Regions from separate parts of the Pan troglodytes genome. Here region 2 is linked to region 1. A link is a contact called in public HiChIP or PLAC-seq data. All regions are on one chromosome and are shown on one strand. Each heading gives the region's core, a stretch centred on a gene start, on an enhancer-like site or on the middle of the called end of the contact. The rest is flanking DNA. Distances are from core to core; before and after follow the strand shown.

The links. HiChIP or PLAC-seq counts read pairs in DNA pulled down with a chosen protein or histone mark.
Region 2: a contact with region 1 is called in an H3K4me3 HiChIP or PLAC-seq map of stem cell-derived excitatory neurons, with 4 times the contacts expected there. The contact joins the promoter of OTP here to the promoter of TBCA in region 1. A contact is called at or near these places in 1 of 7 Hi-C or Micro-C datasets (stem cell-derived neural progenitor cells), 1 of 1 datasets of contacts at active chromatin or transcription factors (stem cell-derived excitatory neurons) and 1 of 1 other capture datasets (stem cell-derived neural stem cells).

What each region holds. Positions count from the first base shown.
Region 1 is chr4:38,270,369-38,275,306 of NHGRI_mPanTro3-v2.0_pri, forward strand. TBCA (tubulin folding cofactor A) reads left to right here and starts at 2,981. Exons shown (of 4, transcript XM_001142906.6): 1 at 2,981-3,157. The coding sequence starts at 3,105.
Region 2 is chr4:38,407,297-38,412,234 of NHGRI_mPanTro3-v2.0_pri, forward strand. It overlaps OTP (orthopedia homeobox), which reads left to right and starts at 2,333. Exons shown (of 3, transcript XM_001143053.7): 1 at 2,333-3,211; 2 at 4,500-4,909. The coding sequence starts at 3,175.

The DNA.
Region 1 (4,938 bases), core at 1,731-4,230:
ACCCACAGAAAAGTGGGCCTTGCCTATATGTGGGTTTCTGCATCCTGGGAATACTGTATTTTCCATCCTTGTCTGGTTGTGGATGCAAAACCTGCCAATATGGAGGGCTGACTGTATTTATTGAAAAAACTCCTCTTCTAAGTGGGCCTGTTGCCAGAAAGCGGTCCCCATCCAGACCCCAGGAGCAAGGTCTTGTGTCTCGTGCAAGAAATAATTTGGGGCAAGTCTATAAAATGAAAGGAAGTTTATTAAGAAAGTAAAGAAATGAAAAAACGGCTACTGCATACAGCAGTGGCATGGGCTGCTTGACTGAGTATACTTATGGTTGTTTCTTGATTATATGCTAAACAAGGGGTGGATTATTCATGAGCTTTCCAGGAAAGGGTGGGGATTTCCTGGGACTGAGGGTTCCTTTCCTTTTTAGACCACATAGGGTAACTTCCAGGTGTTGCCATGGTATTTGTAAACAGTCAGGGTGCTGGTGGGAGTTTATTTTATTATGCTACATTATAATTAGCATATAATGAACATTGAGGACAACCAGAAAACACTTTTGTCACCATCTTGGTTTCGGTGGGGTTTGGCCAGCTTCTTTACAGCATCCTGTTTTATCAGCAGGGTCTTTGTGGTCTGTGTCTAGTGAAACCAGTCCTGCCAACCTCCCATCTTATCCTGTGACTAAGAATGCCTAACCTCCTGGGAAGAGAGCCCAGCAGATCTCAGCCTCATATTACCCAGACCCTATTCAAGATGGAGTTGCTTTGGTTCAAACACCTCTGACACACCTGCACAATTCGAAACTGTTGTTCAAGGGTCAACTGTATACACAGACACAGATAAACTCACAAAGTGTCCTCCAGAGCCTGGGAATGGGCCTGGAAACACACAATGGCAGTAGCAGCAGAGGTCTTTTGGCTGCTGACATTTACTGATTATTGATTTATAGTAAAGGCACAGATACAAATCAATTAAAACAAAGAGAAAGGGGGCAAAAGGAGGGAGGCAGAATTGGGGATTGGGGGGAAACAGCAGGTATTTGTATTGGGAAACCTAGTTTGAGAGAAACTCCTGCAAATTAGCACAAAACTGAGCTCTGAGCTTCTTGAAACCAAAGCAAAAAAGGAAAATATGACGAGTTACATGGTTTTTGCTACCTAATCAAAGGAAAGACCTTAACGGTAGCAAAAGCCCTAGCTGCACCATCTTTTGGTTTGTGGCTTGTAGCTGCTGTTTGTGTGTGTGTGTGTGTGTGTGTGTTTGTGTGTGTGTGTGCATGTCATTTTGCTTTGGTAAGTTTGCTGTTGTGTTTTATCTACCCCTCCCTCCAGTATTTCACAGCGCTGCTGTGTGACTTGGAATTGCACTTCAGTATACCAGCCAGCAGAATAAAAATATTTATTGAATTCTGTGCCCATTGTGCACAAAACACAGGTGGAGGAGGTTGGGGAAGGAAGATTTATGGAAGACAAGAATCTTGCCTCTAAACACGTTTATGAACCAGGATTTATAACTACGAAGCTGAACAAAACCCTTACGAAGGACCAAACAATAATTTAAAAAAGAAATATACTAAAAATAATGATGACTGCTGGGTGACTCCAAAGCATCCAGGGAAGATTGAACACGTGGGGTGAGTCATGGTAGACTTTGCTCAGTTTTGATCCTGGATTTAAAGTAATGGCCTTGGGCTGGCGGGATGAAGGGGATTCCAGGACCAGTCATGAAAGTGAGAATGAGTAAGTCAGGCTAGGGAAGGAAAAAGACAGTCATATGGGTGTCTTTGAAGGATGGTACCAAGAAATTTTAAAAAGGGGGTGGGCTCGGTGGCTCATGACTGTAATCCCAGCACTTTGGGAGGGTGAGGTGGGCCTCACCTGAGGTCAGGAGTTCTAGCCAGCCTGGCCAACGTGGTGAAACCCCGTTTCTACTAAAAATACAAAAAAAAAAAAAAAAAAAAAAAAAAAAAAAAATTAGCCAGGCATAGTGGAACGCGCCTATAATTCCAGCTACTCTAGGGGCTGAGGCAGGAGAATCACTTGAACCCGGGAGGCGGAGGTTGCAGTGAGCCGAGATCAAGCCACTGCACGACAGAGTGAGAATCTGTCTCAAAAAAAAAAAAAAAAAGAAAGAAAAAGAAAAGCAATTTTAAAAAGGGCGATTCTGCCCTGTATTCCTCAGGAGATTCTCTTAGGAAGGGACTGCTAGAGCTCACTGTAGATGTGCCTCATTTTATGCAACAAATATATATTTGAACATATAAAATAGTCAAATGTTGTTCAGCATCTACCATGCGTCAGACAATGAGCTAGGTGTTTTAACCCTTATACCTAATCTGTAAAATGGACATTATTATTTCCATTTTGCAGACTGATCAGCTGCGAGGCTAAACGGCATACGTATCAGTGTTGTCTAGCTAATTGTCTAGCTATTAAAGGGTGGAACCTCGATTGTAAGCCGGTTTTTCTGATCAGGAAGCCCAAGCTTTTGTGTGCGACACACATTCTTGTAAGTTAAATATTTAGGATACACTATAGGTGATCATCTGAAGAAGTTCTATTAGTCATTTCGTTTGAAAGGCACGTTATCTACAAACCTTCTTGCAGGGATTTGAGGTAAAGGGCAAGGATTTTCTTGAGTACGTGCATGATGGCAGTTTGTTTCACTACACATGCATCACTTTGCCTCATCTGACACCAGATAATGACATCGAAAATACCCTTAATACATTTTTTAGGTCACTCCGTCCATTAAGCAGATAATCCCGCAAAGCAACGTCCCAAAGAGACGTTAGTTTCCCCAAAGGCCCAGGCTGTGGAGACCGGGATAGTGTAACTTGCGCCTGAAGTAAAAAGAGGGACAGTCCGAGAGAGAGGAGGAGGGCACGTTTCACTACGGGTAAAGGGGCGCACGAGGGGTAAAGGGACTGGCGGGAGCAGGGTACCGCCCTCTAGTAAACCCGCCCCGCGGGGCGTGGCGGGGACGCCGGGCCGCGCAGCCTGCGCATGCGCGCCGGCGACCACGCCTAAATAGCCGCAGCCTCTGCGCGTCGCCCTCCACGGTTACCCCGGCTCTCCGCCCCTCCTTCTCGCGGCGCTCGAGGGACCATGGCCGATCCTCGCGTGAGACAGATCAAGATCAAGACCGGCGTGGTGAAGCGGTAAGGAGCCGGGAGCGGCGCCCTGCACCTCCTCTTCGTCACCTCATGGCGGCGGCCCGCGAGGCTGAGCGGAGCGCAGGCCCGAGGAGGCCCGAGGCGGGCTCCGAACTCCAGGCCGCACCCGGGGCTCCGCAGTTGGCTGGGACTGGCAGGGACCCAGCGGGGCGCGCTGACGCCCGAGCCCGCCAGCCTCGCACGGCGCTTCCCGTCCCTCTCCGCTCACTGGCCGCTCTGATTTGCGGGGAGAGTCGGCGGTGGCCCGGTTTCTCGGCGCCCGCGGTGGGAAGGTGGTGGGCCGCGGCCTGCGAGGGCGGGAGGGCGGGCCGGGCCCTGATCCCGTGCCTCCTGTGTGCGCGCGCCGGCCTCTCCTTGCTGAACTTGGCCCGGGGAAGCGGGATCCCAGCTGTGCTCTCAAATGGGCTTGAAAGCAGGCTCTGAAGTTTAGGGGGATGCGGAGGATCTGGGCCTCGTCAAAAAAGACCGTAGTGGAGCCGTGTGACCTAACATGGCTGGCGTGACTGGCAGGCTTTGAGAACTGGGCCTGAACTTCTAGCACACTCAGCAAACTTATGTGGCCTCACTTTCTCCAGTCAGATTCCCCGAAGCTCGCCCCAGAGGCTGTGAGATGCTGTTTAAGTAACTTGTGAACCAGAAGTATCTGAGACAGGTCTTAATTTGGAATGTTTATTTTGCCAAGGACGTGCCCATGACACAGCCTCAGGAGGTCCTGATGACATGTGCCCAAGGCGGTTGGGGCACAGCTTGGTGTAATACGTTTTAGGGAGACCTCAGATATTAGTCAATGGGTAAGGTGTACCTTGGTTCCCTCCAGAAAGGCAGGACAACTAGAAGGATGGGGGGCATCCAGGTCATAGATAAGAGACAAATGGTTGCATTCTTTTGAGTCTTTGATCAGCTTTTCACTTAATACACAATTTACATGTGAGAGAGGGATAGAAGAATAGTCACTTATGCCTTAGTCGGCTAAATGAATCTGCGATTTTACATACACAGTAGGGCAGAGGAAGCAGTCAGTTACGCATTTGTCTCAGGTGGGTAGAGGGGTGACTTTGAGTTCTGTCCTTTGTCCCATACCTGTGAAGATAAGCTATCAATTTACATTGCCAGGGTGAAATACAACAGAACTGTTTTAGAGTGAAGGTCTTGAGGCCCACAAGGAATTTCCTTGGGGGCAAATTGTGAGGGAGGTATGTAGCTTTTTTTTTTTTTTTTTTTTTAATCTTTGTAGCTATCTTATTCAGGAATAAAATGAGAGGCAGGTTTGCTTGATGCAATTCCCAGCTTGACTTTTCTTTTTGGCTTAGTGATTTTGGGGTCCTGAGATTTATTTTTCCTTTCACAAACTCATGGGTAGTGCAGTCCTGTAATTTGCTTAAATTCCTGTAAACCAAGAAAGTACCTGAGACAGGTCTCAATCAGTTTAGAAGTTTATTTTGCCAAGGTTAAGGATATGCCTGTGACAGCCTCAGGAGGTCCTGATGACATGCGCCCGAGGTGGTCAGGCTACAGCTTGGTTTTATACATTTTAGGGAGACAGAAGACATCAATCAATACATGTACGATGTACATTGGTTTGATCTGGAAAGGAAGGACAACCCAAAGGGGGCTGGGGACAGTTCCAAGTTATAGGAGGTTTTCCAATTGGCAGTTCGTTGAAAGAGTTTATCTTAAGACCTGGAATCAATACAAGGGAGTGTGTCTGGGTTAAAATAAAGGGGTTGTGGAGATCAAGGTTCTTATTAGGCAGATGAAGCCTCCAG
Region 2 (4,938 bases), core at 1,083-3,582, 140 kb after region 1:
TATCAACAGCAATGGGCCTGACCGGCACTTTCCCGGCTGCCCCAGGAACGCGGGAAGATGACGGGGAATAAAACTCTGGTAAATACATATCAGGCGCTACCCAGGTGGATTCAGACATTGGCCAAAACGAGCTACCGAGAGGGAACCGGGAGCAGGGGCGAGCTTTTTACATCCAGGCTATTGTCGTTTTTCTCGCTCTGCCTGCTGGCGGCGGGCACCCGGCTCCAACTCCAGCCTGCGCCCTCCCCGCCTCGACGCCCCACACCGCCCCCTTCCCACTCTCAGATTTCCCTTTTTTTTTCTTTCCTTTCTCCCTTCCCCCACCCCCACCCGAGATGCTTATGCTCTGAAGTCTTGCAAGAAATGATTTAGTTTGTTTATACTGCTATAAAAATCAAGACCAATAGAAAAGTCATAAAATGAAGCGGGCTATCAATCACGCCGCAACATTGTTATTCAGCGGTTACTAACAGAGATGGATAATCCTTTGATTTCGTCCCATTGTTATTACTCTGATGTGTCTTCACATTAACTATTACACATTTATTTATCGACCTGAAAGATACAACAAAACAGAATATACGAGCGAGTGCGTGTGGGAGATCGCTGCACAGCCGGCGCCGTTCCGGGGGCGACTGTGGGATGGGGACACTAGCGCTTGTGTGCACGCACGTGGAGACGCGCGGCCCCGCGCCCTTATCCTTGTCTCCCCAGGTCGCGGCCCCTTCTCCCTCCCTCAAGACAGCGTGTGGAGCCAGGCTGTGCGGCCTGGCGGACCTGCCTATTTCTGGGAGCAGGGTTCTGGGGCCAGGTCTCCCTGTCTCTTCCTTAGCCACTTTCCCCCCACTTCTGACCCTGCGTTCCGGTGTGGACACCCTGCAAGCCCCACCCAGGTGGGCAGAAACCTCCTGCGAGTCCCTGGACGTGCGCAGGCCGGTGCGTACTCCCGAGTCACCGTCCTGAGCTCACGCCGCCCCTCCCTGGGCTGCTGTCTGGCCTCCTTTTGCTGTGCGCTCCCAGCGCTCTAGCTTCTAGATTTGAGGTTTTGTTTGGGGGCAAAGAAAGCTTTTATTGGGGAGACTTTGTTTGCTTTAGGTCTCGGAATTCTCCTCCCAGGCAAAGCGTTTCTCAGAAGGGCTGCGGCCGCTTGCCAAAAACCCTAGCGGCTCCCAGACACGCCGCGAGCCTGAGTCCACGACCCCGGCGCCCAGTCCCACATAGGCCGCGTTGGTAGCAGCTGCAGCAGCCGCTGAAACCCAGTCCGGCCCGGAGCTTCCCGGGAAGCGGTCTCCGCAGCTCAGAAGAAACTGGTGTGGCCAATACCCTGCATTCACACGTGTGTGCATATGTGTGCGCGCGCACGTGTGTGTGCAGGAGAGGAGGCGAACGGGCTGCAGGAGGGAAGGAGGAAACAAAACTGCCCGAGAGTTCGCTTTGCCGCCTCCTTTGTCTCCTTGCTCGGTCCCTGTCACACATACAGCTGAGGACACACACACACACACACACACACACAATTCCTCTCGCATCTGCTCTCAGCCAGCATTTTCAATGTTTTGTCTAAGTCAATTGGACTGCGAACAAAAAAAGCCATTTGCTCAGTATTATTTAAAACAGACTTCATAGGGCCACCCTTTTGTGGAAGGTTTATTTGCACTAAATGAATAATCTTAATTGCATCACTCTCGAATTAAAAATCAATGTTAATCAAGTTGGGAGTAGTAAATATCAGCTTTCATTGTGACTGGGTAGAGGGCATTTTTCTTGTGTTGCAAATAAAAATACAAGTCAAATAACTTTAAAAGGGCATTATGTTCTGCTACAAATACAATTGAAACGGATTGTTTAGGAGCAGATCAGAAATGGTACAGAATTTTGCACTTAATTTCCTCAGTTATCATTTACAATAAGAACCTCTAGGCTTGACAGCCAAGTCTAAACAGTAGTAAATTAGTACAAATTTATACTGATTTTACTCTAATAATCGTAATAAAAGCTTATAGATTTGGCACTAATTACATAAATGCCTAATGATCTTGAAAATTACTCTGGTTAGAAATATATTACTAATCTAAACTTTGTTGTTGGCTGGCTCTGAAAAATCAGAACATTAGAAATGGTTCGCTTCACTTGTGCAAAGCACTTTAAATTGTTCAAGTAGTTTAACATATTCAAGAGGAAAATAAAGAGCATTTAACTTTATTTACAGCCTTAAGTGGAGTTGGGAGCCGAGCTGAACTTAGAAACTTTGACCAAAAGAGCGAGTTAGGGGCGAGGATGCGGGCGTGGGCCAAGCGGAAGAGCAGGAGCCGGGAAGAAGCCCGGTGAGAAGAGTGCAGAGCGCTCGAACCCACACTCCGCGAGGGTCCCCAAAGCAGACAGCGGGCGCTGGCGGTGCCAGGGAAGCCGACTCTTTGCGCTCTAGGCCCACTGTGGGGTTGGGGCTCGTATAGACCCCGGGGCACAGCCAGGGCGCCTGGACCCTAGGCGCAGGCCTGCTGAGCCGCGGCGAAGTCTAGGCGCTGTCTGAAGGCCGCGGTGTGCCCTCGTCGCGCCCTGGGCTGGCGGGCCAATATGAGCGGCAGGCCCAGAGAGCGTAGGTGGGGGCGACCCTCAGGTCACGCCAGGGTCATGGCCCGCTCTGACCCCTGCTCTGCCCCTGCCCTAGGAAGATGTTAGCTCAGAGGCACAGAGCTACGCCTTCGAAGCGCGCAGCGCCGGCCAAGGGGAAGGAAAGGGGAGCCTGGAGAAAATCGCAGGGAAGAACTAGAGGGAGCCGGGCCCAGAAGCTCAGGGCGAGGCCGAGGCGGCTGACGCTGCTTTAGCTCCTGCTCCGGGCTGGAGCTGCCAGGGCTGCCGCCGCCTCCTTCAGGCGGGCGCAGGCGAGCGGGCGGGCGGAGTGGGGGACTCTCCGGGCGCTGACATTTGCAGGCTGCCCTCCTGATTGGTCCCCTCGCCGAGCTGCTCACGGGTTCATTCAACTGTTAAGCACCTCCCCGTCTCTCTAAAGGACATTATAATGCAAGAAGCCCCCTTTTTAACCACAAACCGAATTTTCTTTCATTTAGGTGATCTATATATATCTATATCGTATAGCTTATAGCTTATATCTATTTTAAATAACTTAAAGCCGCTAAAATTTGGGGGGGAACAGCTTTCGCCCTGGAGCGGTGCGCGATGCTGTCTCATGCCGACCTCCTGGACGCCAGGCTAGGTGAGTGCGCGCCTCTCGCCCGGGCAGCCAGGAGAAGCCGGGGCAGGAAATTGTCAATTTGTTCCTTATTTTACCTTAATGCAACCTAAATGGACTAATTTCTTTAAAAGTAATTGTGCTGCATTAAAGTTTAATTTGATTTAACATCGCCTTTAAAAAAAAATCTATGGAATATGTAGATCCAAGAAAGGAGTTGGGGAATGTTGTTACTTTTTGTTTTTCTTATTTTTCGCTTCCCCCCTCCCCCGCCTTTTTTTTTTTTTTTCGAAAGGCGATATACCCCGTGATAATTTGTTAGGAGGTGTTTCTCTCTCTTTTTTTCCTCTCCTGTTTGTTTTGATTTGGGATTTCTTTCTCCTTCCCTCCCCCCGTTTCTCTCTCCCCACCACCATCTTCTTCTCTCCTCCTTTTCTAAGTGTGGTGTAATTTGTAAAAAATCTGGCATAAAGGAGAAGCTGCTGCCATCAAGGCGGATTTGCTAAGTGTGCTGGTTGAGAAGGAGAGAAGCCAAATTCAACCTCACAGTCATCCCCCCCTCTTCTGCAAGGGACTCAGCGTTGCCAATGGCTGTGAGGAATGCGCCTTTTATTTCTCTGGAAAGAAAAGTTGAAATCTCTAAAGTTTGATTCACGGTTGTCCATAGAGTTCACTCGAGTTTCCTTAATGCTATCTGGGTTGCTGAGCTCTGGGTTTCCGGATTGGGAATCTTCGGTGATGGATGTGACTCCATTTTCCAAACACTTTCTCTGATTTGAGGGGGAGGCGGAGCTGATTTGGGTTGATTTCGGGGGGTGAAAGCTTGGAGGCTTATTCATCTTCCGAAAGTAAGAGGGAATCGGCTGAGGGCCGGAGGTACAGTTCGTCAGGCTGCCGAAGCGCAGGTGCCGCAGCAACCGAGGAATTGTTTAATTTTCTTTCTGCCTCCCGCACCCCTGTGTCCAAAGATTTGCTCTCGATTTCCTGGGGCGCCTGGGGTACTGTTTATGGAAGGGATTCAGAGGCATGTTTTATTGCCGGGACTGGGAGTGTTTTATTGTGGGAGAGACGAAAGCTTGGGCTGTTTACTACGGGAGCCGGCTGCGGAGAGGGCAAGGGGCCGGGAGATATTATTCCAACCCGGCTGTCCAAATTCTGGGGGAATCCAGCTGAATACCCTGGGAGTTTCTTCCTTAGGACAAGCGCGGGTGCGGAGGGGGCCGAGGACGGGTTGAAGGAAGGCTGCGCGGGGAAGACAGCCCCTCCTGGCATCGCCAAGAAAGTAGTGACCGCGATCCCCTTGCCTCCTCAGGTATGAAAGATGCCGCCGAGCTTCTGGGCCACCGGGAGGCGGTGAAGTGTAGGCTGGGCGTGGGGGGCTCCGACCCCGGGGGCCATCCGGGGGACCTGGCGCCCAACTCTGACCCAGTGGAGGGAGCCACTCTGCTGCCCGGGGAGGACATCACCACAGTGGGCTCTACTCCGGCCTCGCTGGCGGTGAGCGCCAAAGACCCGGACAAGCAGCCCGGGCCCCAGGGCGGCCCGAACCCCAGCCAAGCCGGCCAGCAGCAGGGCCAACAGAAGCAGAAGCGCCACCGGACGCGCTTCACCCCCGCACAGCTCAACGAGTTGGAGAGGAGCTTCGCCAAGACTCACTACCCCGACATCTTTATGCGTGAGGAGCTGGCACTGCGTATCGGGCTGACCGAGTCCCGAGTGCAGGTACGAGGGGCTTGGGATCTGGGACAGAA